Linked DNA regions of Mus musculus: region 1 is linked to region 2. A link is a contact called in public Hi-C data. All regions are on one chromosome and are shown on one strand. Each heading gives the region's core, a stretch centred on a gene start, on an enhancer-like site or on the middle of the called end of the contact. The rest is flanking DNA. Distances are from core to core; before and after follow the strand shown. Region 1 overlaps Cpne4 (copine IV). Region 2 holds the start of Cpne4 (copine IV).

Evidence for each region. A called contact is a pair of places that touch in the nucleus more often than the background predicts.
Region 1: a contact with region 2 is called in a Hi-C map of forebrain, with 2.9 times the contacts expected there. The contact joins the enhancer-like site here to the promoter of Cpne4 in region 2. A contact is called at or near these places in 1 of 39 promoter capture datasets (hippocampal neurons), 6 of 484 Hi-C or Micro-C datasets (cerebral cortex, cortical neurons, embryonic stem cells and 1 more), 2 of 115 datasets of contacts at active chromatin or transcription factors (forebrain and neural progenitor cells) and 2 of 9 other capture datasets (liver and pancreatic islet).

The regions. Positions count from the first base shown.
Region 1 is chr9:104,774,955-104,780,781 of GRCm38.p6, forward strand. All of the region lies in intron 2 of Cpne4 (copine IV), which reads left to right. Among named protein-coding and RNA genes, the nearest start is that of Cpne4, 210 kb to the left of the region's middle. Within about 2 kb of position 1,702, at least 12 of the 459 cell types and tissues checked have an H3K27ac peak or open chromatin away from gene starts, as enhancers often do. A contact at or near this core is called in cortical neurons, forebrain and hippocampal neurons, where this site is marked.
Region 2 is chr9:104,566,067-104,572,296 of GRCm38.p6, forward strand. Cpne4 (copine IV) reads left to right here and starts at 3,589. Exons shown (of 16, transcript NM_028719.3): 1 at 3,589-4,035.

The sequences.
Region 1 (5,827 bases), core at 452-2,951, 210 kb after region 2:
CTACAAGAAGGTGGCCCAGCTATTTTCCAAAGCCATCCACTTAGCCTTGGTCAATGCACAACCTTGTTCAACAAATTCCCTTTTGTGTAACTTAGAAAAATCCAGATTCTGTTGCTTGCAACCAAAAATCCCTAAGTGTTCCATAGAACTTTGCTCTAGACTTGCCTCAAGAATACAGTCTCCCCACCAGCTAATAAGTTGGATGCTGATAGAGAAAGATCCTGGTGATTAAACAAACTCTAGAGATCCTATAATCTGATCATTTCTATCTGCAGCACACAATTTAATTATACTTGAAACTAAGGATATTGCAGCATAAAGGTTAACTGAGTCAACTTTCTCAGTAGAAGGAAGGGAAGAGAGCAGTTTCCATGGGAGCACTGGTGGTTGAGAGCTGATGGATTATTTTGACTCTAGGCAAAGAGGCATGATGTGACTAGTTGGAGCTTGCCCAGTAGGCTCATCAGGCTGGCCAGTGAGCCTCAGGGCTTTGCCTGACTCTATTTCCTCGGGTCTGGGATTACAATGCATGTCTAAGGACTGAACTCAGGTCCTCAGATCTGAAAGGTGCATGTTTTATTGATTGCACCACTTCCCCGGCCCTCAAGGTTATTTTAAAGAATGGAAAACATTATGCTCTCCACTATAAATGGCTTTTTCTGGACACTAGAATCTCTATTAGTCAAAAATGTTTGTAATGATTACATTTTCTAAGGAAAGAAAGCAAACACTGTCTACATAGTATAAAATGGATATAGAGATTCAGCATTCAAACCCACTTCTACTTCACCTTCCAAGGACTCATGGACCAGCTGCTGAGGAAGCTGGTAGCTTGAAGCTCCTTCAGCGATTGCCTCCAATATTCCCCCTTCACCCAACACCCAGTCCTCCATGGAGAGGCCAACCTACCAAGTGACAGATTGTGGTGTGGGAAATACTCGTGGCATTCTTTTCCATGCTTGATTAGCTTTATCGGGTACATTAGCTCCAGAGATCCCCAAGAGACCATCCCTGGTTGTGAAGGGGACTTTGTCTTGGAACAACCTCTTCCTTCTACCTTGTCTTTCTTCCTCCTTTGCTTTCATTTTTCAAGCTGTTGGCATTAAAGACATCTTAAACTCAGAATATGATTTCAGAGGAACACAGCCAACCACACTATATTTGACTTTATACCTTTGACATGTTTAAGAATATTGCAAGTCACCTGCCCACCCCACCACCGTTTTTGACACGTAGGAGAATTGAAGCTCCGAGAGGGAAGGAAATTGCCTGTGTGAAAACACTTAAGTGACAGATCTGGGATTAAAATCTAGTTCAGATGGACTGCAAAGATTCAATCTCCTGGGAAATTATTAATACATCTCCTTCTGGCTTGAGCAATGATCTCACCCAGAGCAAGCAGCTGGGCTCTGTGCTCTGGACCAGGTCAGAGTCACAGGGTCCACATCGCCATTTTGGTGAGTTCAGATGGGATTGCTATTCCCTTGTTTTTATTTCTGGGTGCCCATCTCTACTTGTTGAGGCACTGCCTATTGTCTAAACCTAAAAATAGAAAGCGTCCGCTTTTACACATTTTCAAAAATTTCAATGTAATTATTTTAAAATAGGCTCCGAAATTTTGTTTTCTCTCTATTGGCAACCACGGTTGCCATGGAGTTCAAGTAATAGATTGTGATGTTTAACACTGAATTAATTACTACTTCTCACTCCTAGGGAACATCTAATTATACATATTCATGCCGGGCAGGATTTGATTTTTAAGGAGAGGAGAGAGAGAGAGAGAGAGAGAGAGAGAGAGAGAGAGAGAGAGAGAGAGAGAGAGAGAGAGAGAGAGAGAGCTTTTACTATATGAGACATGCAGGGAAGGGAGAGTGTGGCCTTTAGAAGTACTTCTCTTTGTCCTTCTGTCTTTTCACTGTTTTTCTGCTAGATCTACACATGTGCAGCCCCACTGTCTTTTATCAAGCATGTCCTCCCCCCATCTGACAGCGATCCTCTTCTGTTACTTTTTTTTAACACTGGAAGGAAATTAAGTACAGCTATATCTCCTACATGTCCTTCCTCAGCCCTGACCTGGGGTCACCATGTATCACTAGGTTGTAAAGTATTCCTAGAAAAATCATCCACCTTGTAGAATCAATCAAATTGGAATAATGTTATCTATGAGTAGAGTTGATTCAAAGATTACATTAGGTGTCTGTGTGTGGCATGATGGGGGGTTGTTGCATGCACTGAAGTGTTTAGATGTGTATATCCACACACACACCCCTCCAGTCCTCCACACACATGCAAAGGTCAGAGCAGGATGCCGGGTGTCTTCCTTTATCATTCTCTGACTCATTACCTTGAGACAGAATCTCTTGCTGGAAGAGAAGCATGCTCCTTTGGCTAAGCTGGATGATCAGCAAGTACTCTGAATCTGCCTACCTCAAACTCCCACTGCTTGGGTATAGGGACGTGTAGCATGCCTGGCTTTTTGTATTGGTACTGGGGATTTGGGCACATGTCTTCATGTTTACAGAGCAAGCACTTTTACACACTGAATCATCTCCTCGGCCCCACATCAGGTTTTAAGTAAACTTGGTGGGCATTGTGCTTTTTCTCTCATATATTAAAGTAGAAGATGGGGGCCTTATCAAAATACAAATTCTAACTCAATAAGGTAGGGACACACACCCCCTCCCAAAGTTATGAGTTCCTGACAACCTCCCATCTCAAAGCAATACTGAGAATAATGAGAATTTAGATAATACTTGTGTGAATGTGCACGTGCATGCCTGTGTGTGTATCTGTGTCTGTGTTTGTGTGTGTACATGTGTGTAAAATGCATGTGAAGCTGTTGGTATCAGTCCTTAACTAGCCCTCACAGTATACCCTGTGGACAGAGGGCACAGAACTTCACCATTAGCCAAATACAGAAACTGAGGCACAGTGGAGCAATCCTATGACAGCAAAATGAATCCACTGGGCGTCTGGGCTGCTTATTGTAGCCTCCCCCCGTGAAGCTTCTATTTTTCTCCTGTGTGGGCTGTTACAATCCCTGCTGTTACTAATGGGAGTTACCCAAGCGTGTGTTGGGAAAGAACCGAGATCCTGTAGTGTTTTTATATACTCAACTAATAAAGCAATTTCATGTTTTGCTGAAAAGAAACTATTTCTTGACACGGACAGTATGACATGGAAAATTTTGTGCTTTTTGATTCACTTAGCAGATGACTATTTCTTAAACATTGAATCTGGGGGGGGGGTGTTCATTTGAAAAGAAAGCTGTAGCTCAGTCACTTAGGAGACCTGAGTGGTTAGAATTGTATAAAACGACACAGTGCGTTTAAGATCAGGAAGTAGCCCCGGCTAGAAAGAGCCAGGATTCTTACAAAACAGAAGTCGACAACATTTCAGATGTGGGTAGGCGGTGTTTGTTTTATTTATACTCTTTTCATTTAGAGGTGGTGGGAAAATGCTTTTTATTTGATGAGGGATGCTTCTGTATCCCTCGTGGGTTAAGAAGAGTGCTTCTCTCCACTGACTTCTACCGCAAAACATCAGCAACACTATTTCCCAATTTCCTAGCCTCCTGGCTTCTTTCCTGAAACTTCTGGGTTCTTCTGGCTTGATTCCTTTTCTGTTGGTCTTTGGTACCCACCCCCCCCACCACCACCACCATTTCCTTAGTTGTTGAGACTCTGGCTCTGGGCTCTGTCACTTGCATACCTTCTGTGACAAGCTAGAAAAGCAATGTTAGCTCAGCCTTCCAAATTGTGCCTTGGCTCAAAACAGCCCAGCTCTCCCAAAGCCCTTCTGCCACCCCTCCTGCTGTACTGATGGCATATACATCATTAAGTGCATCAATATTGCTGTGGCTTCCCTTTGACTAGATAGCTATGCGTTCTCTCTGTTAAAGAGTATAGTGGGCTACCCTCAAGGGATGAGCTTGAACAATAGTCAAAGAACCCTTTAAAGAGCCCAGTACTCTTGCATCATGGAGGTAGACAAGGGCCAGGGAAGCCATTGTGCTGATTTACATTTTTGTCAGGTTTTGTACTATTTCTAAAGCCTCTGGAACAGACAGCTTTTCTAAGGAGTGCTGTGTGCTCAGGTGATTGACACATCCATTTGGGGTTGACTTTTCAGGAGAGAGCAATGTTTTTGTTCTTTCTCTTAAAGTGAAAGTGAACAGGAACCCCATAAGGTTTAGGACTCTTAGAGCCAGATATAGATGGTTATCAAATAATAACCTGCCTGAAAGTTCAAGATGGCCTCCAAGGCTAGAGATGTGACTCGAGTCCTATTCATCTACCAGTAAAACCCTGAGTTCTAGACTTTGTTTTTACAGGGCTATGCCAAACAAGACAGGGGCTGAGCCATTGAGCCTGAGAGCATCTTGCTCTGAAGTGAGTTGACTCTTGCTTCACTCCTACATTGATACAGGAGTTAGAATCTGATAATTCTGAAAACACACAGCTTTCATAATAAAGAAAAAGAACATACTTTCTCCTTAAGAAATATTCTAGGAAAAAGTAAACAAGACCACTTCTCATGTTAATAACTTTTAGAAAACAAAAATAAAGTGTCCCAGAAGTACAGAGTCCCCAATGAAGGAGCTGGAGAAAGGACCCAGGGAGCTGAAGGGGTTTGCAGCCCTCTAGGAGGAACAATAATATGAACTAGCCAGTACCCTCCAGAGCTCCTGGGACTAAACCACCAACCAAAGAAAATACATGGTAGGACTCATAGCTCTATCTGCTTATGTAACAGATGTTCACCTAGGTGGTCATCAATGGGAGGAGAGGCCCTTGGTCCTGTGAAGGTTCTATGCCCCAGTGTAGGGGAATGCCAGGGCCAGGAAGAGGGAGTGGGTGGGTTGGGGAACAGGGGGAGGGGAGGAGGAGATAGGGGATTTTCGGAGGGAAAACTAGGAAAGGGGATAACGTTTGAACTGTAAATAAAGAAAATATCTAATACATACATACATAAATACATAAATATATAAATACATAAAATAATTATTTAGTTTATATTTTAAAAAATGTTCCAGAGGCTCTTCATCTCCAAGCCTGAATGTCTCTCTGAATTAACTTCCTGCGGGTTCTTATTCTCTAGCTCCCCACCCCCCCCAATATTCTCAAGTATATATTTACCCAGAATGTCCTTCTGTCTTTGACTTTACTTAAAATGCTGTCTGTTTGTCCAGTTTCAGGATCCCATGGCCTCCTCCTTAGCTCTCTCCGGTGGGCCGCCTAAAGATACTTTCTGATTTTCATGTTGAATAATTCTTCCTTCTGATCTTTCTATCTCTTGGCTATTTTTAGATTGCAAGTGTGTCCACCTCCACCACCCACTGTGGCTCCCTACTGGGCCTGCTCAGACAAACCATGCATATTTAATTTTTCTAATCTTCCCTTATCTGACAGACCTACCAGTTTCTTCAAATTGTGTTGCCATTCTGTAGACCTCCTCTTGATTGTTGATGCCCTGTGCTCCTGCAGATAGAATTTCTGAGATGCCATCTGAAGGCAGTGCCTGAATCTCTATATTTCATGCCTCAATTAAAGACAAGCAGAGCAGAAAGAAGGAAGGACTCCTATGGTAGTCAGCAGTGGTTTTTGCTATTCGTTTCCAGTTCTGTCTTCTGGACACCGATTCCATTTCCCAGGCCGTTATAATTGGTGGGGCTTCCATTGTGACTAATTCCAGCAAGCAAACGATGACTAATGGGTCACTTCAAAGCAGTGAAAGACTCTATAGTGTTGTTTCTCTGGAACAGCAGCTGCTTATGTTTGAGGTAGTGGCTTCTGTATTAGTCTGCAATCGTGTGTAATAGTGAACA
Region 2 (6,230 bases), core at 2,339-4,838:
TGAGTATTAGAGGTATCACACAGGTCATGCAGGGCCCTTGTAATCCCCACCTCAGCTTGGAACAAGTGTTATGCATTTTCCCTTGACTCTCCGCATTTTAGAAAGACTTCTTTGGAAAAGCCCTCTCTGCTTTCCAGCAACACAACTCACCTCAGGAATACATGGAACTATGAAAGGAAAGCATATCCTCCAATTCCCAAAATTACACGAAGTGGGGGCGGGGGGGGGGGAACGGGACAACCCACACCTCATACCTTTGAGCTATAAATAACCCTGAGGTGAAATTCAAGGCTTTTCTTTGATCCAAGGTCTCAGAAATAAATCCTGTTATTTACAGCCATCGCTTGACTGGTTGGATGTATAACTATCCTACAGCTCGAAAGGAAGGAAAAAAAGAAAAGAAAAGAAAACAGAAATTCCTTTTCAAAACAAAATGCTCACCCTGACTCACTCAGGGAAGGAGCCAAGGTTTCTGATGTAGGGCACTGTCTCTCCGCCTGCTTTTCGCCTTCATCATCTGCTACCCTTAAAAAATGCTACCAACCACATGGGGAAGAGTTCATATCCCTCCTCTCTTGTTTCCTGGCTCCCTTCCAGCCTTTGACTTGTCATACTGATGGGTGAGATGCCTTTCATACTGGCATAGGACACAGAGCGGATGCCTCCCTTATGTTATCCAGCAGACCCAGGGAGTGGAGCCGCTCAGTACTGGAGCCTCCTTTCAGCTTGGGAACATTGGTGCCACCAAGTTCAGCGGCCTGGCTTTTAGATAACCTTCACCATGGCTGTAGAACCCAGCAACCCAGAGTCCATGAAAAGGAGAGTTGGGAGGAGGTGAGTGGCATGGGGAAAAGGAAGGTTTTGATTTCACAATCGTGGAGGGGACTCCGGCTGGTGGGCAACCTGCCGTGGGGGCAGTGATGAAGAACAGAGGTTATTAGCTGGTTATAAATCATCGTTTGTACAGTCGAGCTGTTGATTTCATAGGAGAGCTGGGAGTGAATTCTGCTTATGTGTCTTGCAAAGAGCCTCTTTGAATTTGCCTTCAGTGTCATGGAGAGAGAGAGAGAGAGAGAGAGAGAGAGAGAGAGAGAGAGAGAGAGAGAGAGAGAGAGAGAGAGAGAGAAAGAGAGAGAGAGATATCCTGGCATAAAGCTGCACACGTGTTCTGCGTACTGGCTTGCAGGCAAACTGTTTGTTTCTAATTAGGGAGCCGAAGCCTGCTGGCAGTCACAAGTTTTGGTGTTGTGTTTAGTTTGCATGCCTGTGCTTTTGGCATGGGGGAGGGGGTAACTGCATTAGGGTTTTCTCGATTGGTTTTGACTTTGTAACTTCTCCGTGGTCCACTTTTAGTTTCTAGGCGCCTTTAGAGCCTGCTTCAAGTAATACGCAGCAAGAACTGAGCTGTGGTCTAGTTATCTCAACCACCTAAACCTGGTTTGTGGTAGAAATGATAAAACTACTTGGAAAGGCTGTTATACAAATTAAATGGGCTGATAAGTAGAATTGACTAAGAGATTACTGGAAATAGTATATGTTCAGTAGATCATAACTGCCTTCCTCTTGCCTATAAAAGAAGAAATTTGCTTTAAACATTCTAGAAAATATTAAAAACATTTTTAAATTTAATAAGTATGCATTTGCTGTCTACTATGTGGAGACACTCTCCTAGGTTTTGAGGCTCCAATCATGAACAAGTTAAAACAAAACAAAACAAAACAACCCCAGAGATATCACCTCCACAGAATTTAAATGTTAGAGTTCACAATCGACATGCAAGAAACATAAATAAGGCATTCATTTTCTTTATTTCGTCCAACACAAACTTCATCTCTAGGGTTAGATGCTACTGAATAAAATCTAGGAGGAATTAACAAACATATTGTGGATTTTACTTTCCCAGAATGCATCCTTCTTTCCCTAGGAGGAAACCCTGAGTGTTCCTGGGAGGTCAGTCCTTCCAGCTGTAGTCTGTGTGACTCAGATGAAGCCCCAGTCTGTTCCCAGGAGTACTGTGAACACATTTCCTGCTCCAAACACCAGGACCTGTCCTTTATTGTAACCTCACAAGCCAAAGCCCCAATAATGATTAGCTTGCGCATAATCACATGACCTAAGTGTTCTCAGTCAAGGCAGACCATGGATTTGTGTGTAAGCTCCATGATACAGCTAGATTCTCTCAGGGTTATTTTTTCTAGCCTTGTAGCTAATATGGCATCTCAGAACAGCATGTGAGGCGACTGGAATAAGAAAAATGTTGATTTTCTGGAAACTGTTTCTTCTCAAAGATCTTCTCCTTTGATTTCCAGGATCATTTCTGAGCCCCCTTTGCTTTCCCCTGTCATTTCTCCTTCTCTGGCCTTTGAAACTGGGAACTGTGTAGTGGTCTAAAGCTTATAACCAAAGCCTTCACCTTACAAGAGACCTTGTTGGGTAGTACTTCAGCAAGCAGAGAGGGAGACACCTTCCTCCCTTGCCTGGTGTGCTTACCCATCATTTCTAACTCTGTGCGACCCCCAGGTGCAGAGAGATCCTTTTATTCATTTGCTTTATGGATTATAAAGTCTAATTTGATTCTGATCATGGGCATACCCAGGGTGGATTTGGTTCTCCAGTTTATCTACTTCTGCGGAGACAACTAGAAACAGCCTGACGTGCCTCCTCATTGTTTCTTTGCCTGAATGTGACTTCGAATAAATTTGTGACAGAAAAGTCATCACTTCCAAACTACCCCATAAGGGAGAGAGATGTCACTTAGCAGCACTGCAAAGCAAAACATCAAACCCCCTATTTCTTGTGTAAATGCTTTGTAGTGTGTTCAAAGTGTTTTATAATATGTGACAATGGTTACTCCCTAAATAAGACCTATAGTTTTTGGTTTGGGCTTTTTGAGACAGGGTCTCTAACCTAGGGCGGTTTCAAACTCCCTTTGTAGTTGAGGGTAACTTTGCCTTTCTGAGCCTTCTGCCTCCACCTCCCAAAGTCTGGGGTTTCAGGGATGCAATGCCATGTACAAATGTACAAATGCCTGGCTTTGTACAATGTTACGGTTTGAATGCAGAACCCTCTACATGTTAGGCCAGTGCTCTAACAACTGTGGTTCAACCCCAGCCAAAAACTTTATTTTAAAACATACATTCCCCAGGTATGGTGACGTGTTTGTATTCAGGAAAATATTCTGATATGAAGAGAAAAATAGCTGTTCACTCATTTAATCATGCATTTATTGACATGTAGGTACCAAAATAAGTATTCAATGTCACCCCCATTTTTAGTGAGAGTTGAGCGAATCAAGAAGTTTTCTTGAATGTATGCAAAAAAAAGTATAGCCCTTATTCTCTCCTCTCAGCTCTTGTGGTTTCACTGCTTTATCATAGAATAAGGAGAAATTAATCACGTGCCTCTCAGGAGCTGGTGGGAATTGCAAAGCTGAGCAGGGAATCAGGGCTGAGGGCGCGGCAGGACCATGGAGAGCGCCAGGGCCGCGACCAGGGCGGGGCGTCGCTGAGTCCCCGGAACCCCCCAGGGGGCGCTCGAGAGGAGGCTTAAGAACTAGTATCTTGCTGGGCTGCTGGGCGCAAGGGTTTCGTCAGAAGGTGGAAATCTCAGCTAGAAGCTGCCATCTCCTGGCTCTCACCCCTCCCTCCCTCCCTTCCTCCTTTCCTTCCTCCCTCACTCCTCTGCTCCCTCCCTCCTTCCCCAGTTCCTTCCTCTTTACTCAGCGAGTTCCTGAGCCCAGCAGCTCCTTCCACGCCGTTCACCCTCTCCCCCAGCCCCCAGCCCCCAGCCCCAAGAATGGAGTCGGGGTTTCCAGAGCGACCAAACTCTCCTCCCAGCATCTTTATCCTCCTCGGCTGTTGCTAAACTACCCCCAGTGGACCAAAGAGGGGGGAGGGAAGCCCGACTCTCCTAAGACCTCTTTACAACTACATCACCCAGGACCTCCACTCCAAAGGCGGATTTTGCATCCTGGGGGCGTGACAGACCTGTCCCGGGCTGAATTCTCTTTCTAGTCTCTGAGGCTGGCACACCCAGGTGAGTAGATGCTAACTCTGAGTCCTGTGTTCTTGCAAACTCGTCAGGGCTGCTGCGTAGCCAGACCAACTTTTGAGAAGCTCTGGGTTTTCGCCCAGCCTGGCTTGTTTGTCATTGCTGTTGTTCTGAACAGCGGCAGGAGCAGCAGTCCTTAAAGGCAAAAAAACTTTCAGCCAAAATACCTGCTTTTCCCGCATAACTCTACTCGCCCAGGTGGAGTGGTAGGGAGGCCCCAGGCGGGACGACAGAGGGAGGGCTAGGTTAGGCTCTGGAAGTCCTGCGGGCTTGAGGGAGGATTATTATTGTTTTAGAAATGAGAAGGGGGATGGGACCATAGTCGGGGCTGGAGTTGCTGCTTCCCATTTGACAGCAAAAAAGGTGTGGGGCATCAGTAGTGTTAGCCAATGGCTTGATCCTCTGCTGTTTGAATTCGGCTTCTGCAAGAGGTTCTAATAATATTTAACTGCGTCCATGACACCGAGGCTCACAAGTAACCCATAGTCTTGCTCGCGGCTTTATTTGGCTCGGTCTCCAACATTTTTTTCTTTTTGTTAAATGAAATAGCAGGGTGGTAAAGGAGGAACTGGAAGTACTGGGAGTCGCGTCTGACTAGAGAGCTAAAACTCGGTATCACGTACTACGAAGGATTGCTAGAACTCAATCCAAGGGAGTCAGAAAGTGGTCCACACTGAGTTGAGCTGAACAGCAATGGGTGGGAGTGGACAGAATCCAAGGAATAGTCTTAGGAAGATGAACTCCATCTTCCTCTTAGTGTAAGTGGGCTTGGGGTGGGGGTGGGGGCTAACCTCATTATGCATTCCAGATTCTACTGGGGGGGGGGGCTTCCAGGATTTAGGGAAGATTACCTATGGAGAGTCAATGAGGTGGAAGCAGGACTTGCTAGGGTGGGGATGGGCTGGAGACAGGGATAGAGTCCTGGGAAAGTTGATAAGAGATATCTGTCTCCATGCTGTGGACCCACCCGCTCCTAGAAGGTCCATGCCTCTGGAACTGAAAAGCTTCACACTTGGTCTTTGAAACTCTGCAGACCAGACCAGGAGCTTCATCTTCCTGCTGCTTTGCAGAGTTTTGCCAAGCTCAGCTCTGGTTTCTCTTGGCTCACTTGTTTTTCTGTTTCCTGAACAGCATTTTGAGCTGTTACAGAGCACTTAAGTGTTCTTGACTAGTGAGCCATCTCTCCAGCTCCGACTTAAGTGACTTAAGTGTTCTTAACTGAGACTAAACTCCGACTTTATTTAAACACAACCCTAAAACTACCCTTGCACCAGAGTCCTCCCCACTCCTAACCCCTGCTTGCTCCTTCATAGTCTCTACTTTTGAAGGCATTTGTGGGTTTTGCCACACTGCAATGTAAGCCCCGCCCCTTCAAACTTTCTTTACAATGTAGGTCGGTGGTTTTGTATCCGTGGCCTGTTTTGTAGTTCACAGTAACAGGTTAAACTTCTTAGCCACAGCTGCTGAAAAGCCAGAGGCAAAGAGACCACTTTATTTGATGTCTTTCAAGTTTAGGAAGACCACATTTTTTTAAGCAGAAGATAAGATAGGACTCAAGAGGAGCTTCTCTGTAATTAGATAAGTTCTGATGTTTCCATTTCTCTACCCGAGCTGCCCCTGGGTCAAATTCATTTGATTTGCCTGCCAGGTGTGAAAGAGGGGCTGACAAAAAATCCATCTAGCAGATCAGGGCTCTGAGTCGAGTTGGTCAAAGCTCCTTACACACAGTGAGATGGATAAAAGTAGAGAGGAGGCTGGGAAATACAGTTAGGACACCCATGTGTGTTAGGCCAAAAATTTCACATTTTCTTTTGATGGAAAGATTCTGACAGTTTCATGGGTTCAAATTCAAACCACGTCAGAAGTAGGTGACTCCCCCTGAGCTTTATATAAAACCATCTGTTGGTCCACAGTGGGAATGGATGCAGAAGCCTGGGCAGTTGCTAAGAGCCATATGAACAAAGCTGCTTGTGATGAAACCAACCCTTCACTCACATGGCCCCATGTAAGGACTCCCATTGCCATAAAATCCTGACTGGATTTTACTTTTCTAATACTCTTACATTCTTGGGCACTGATGACAGCTTTTTAGCTCTTGAGATAGCAACTTTACCAGAACTTCTAAATTTTTACTCTAGAATAACTGGTTTGGGATGTGTGAGTTGCTTCTTAATTGTAAA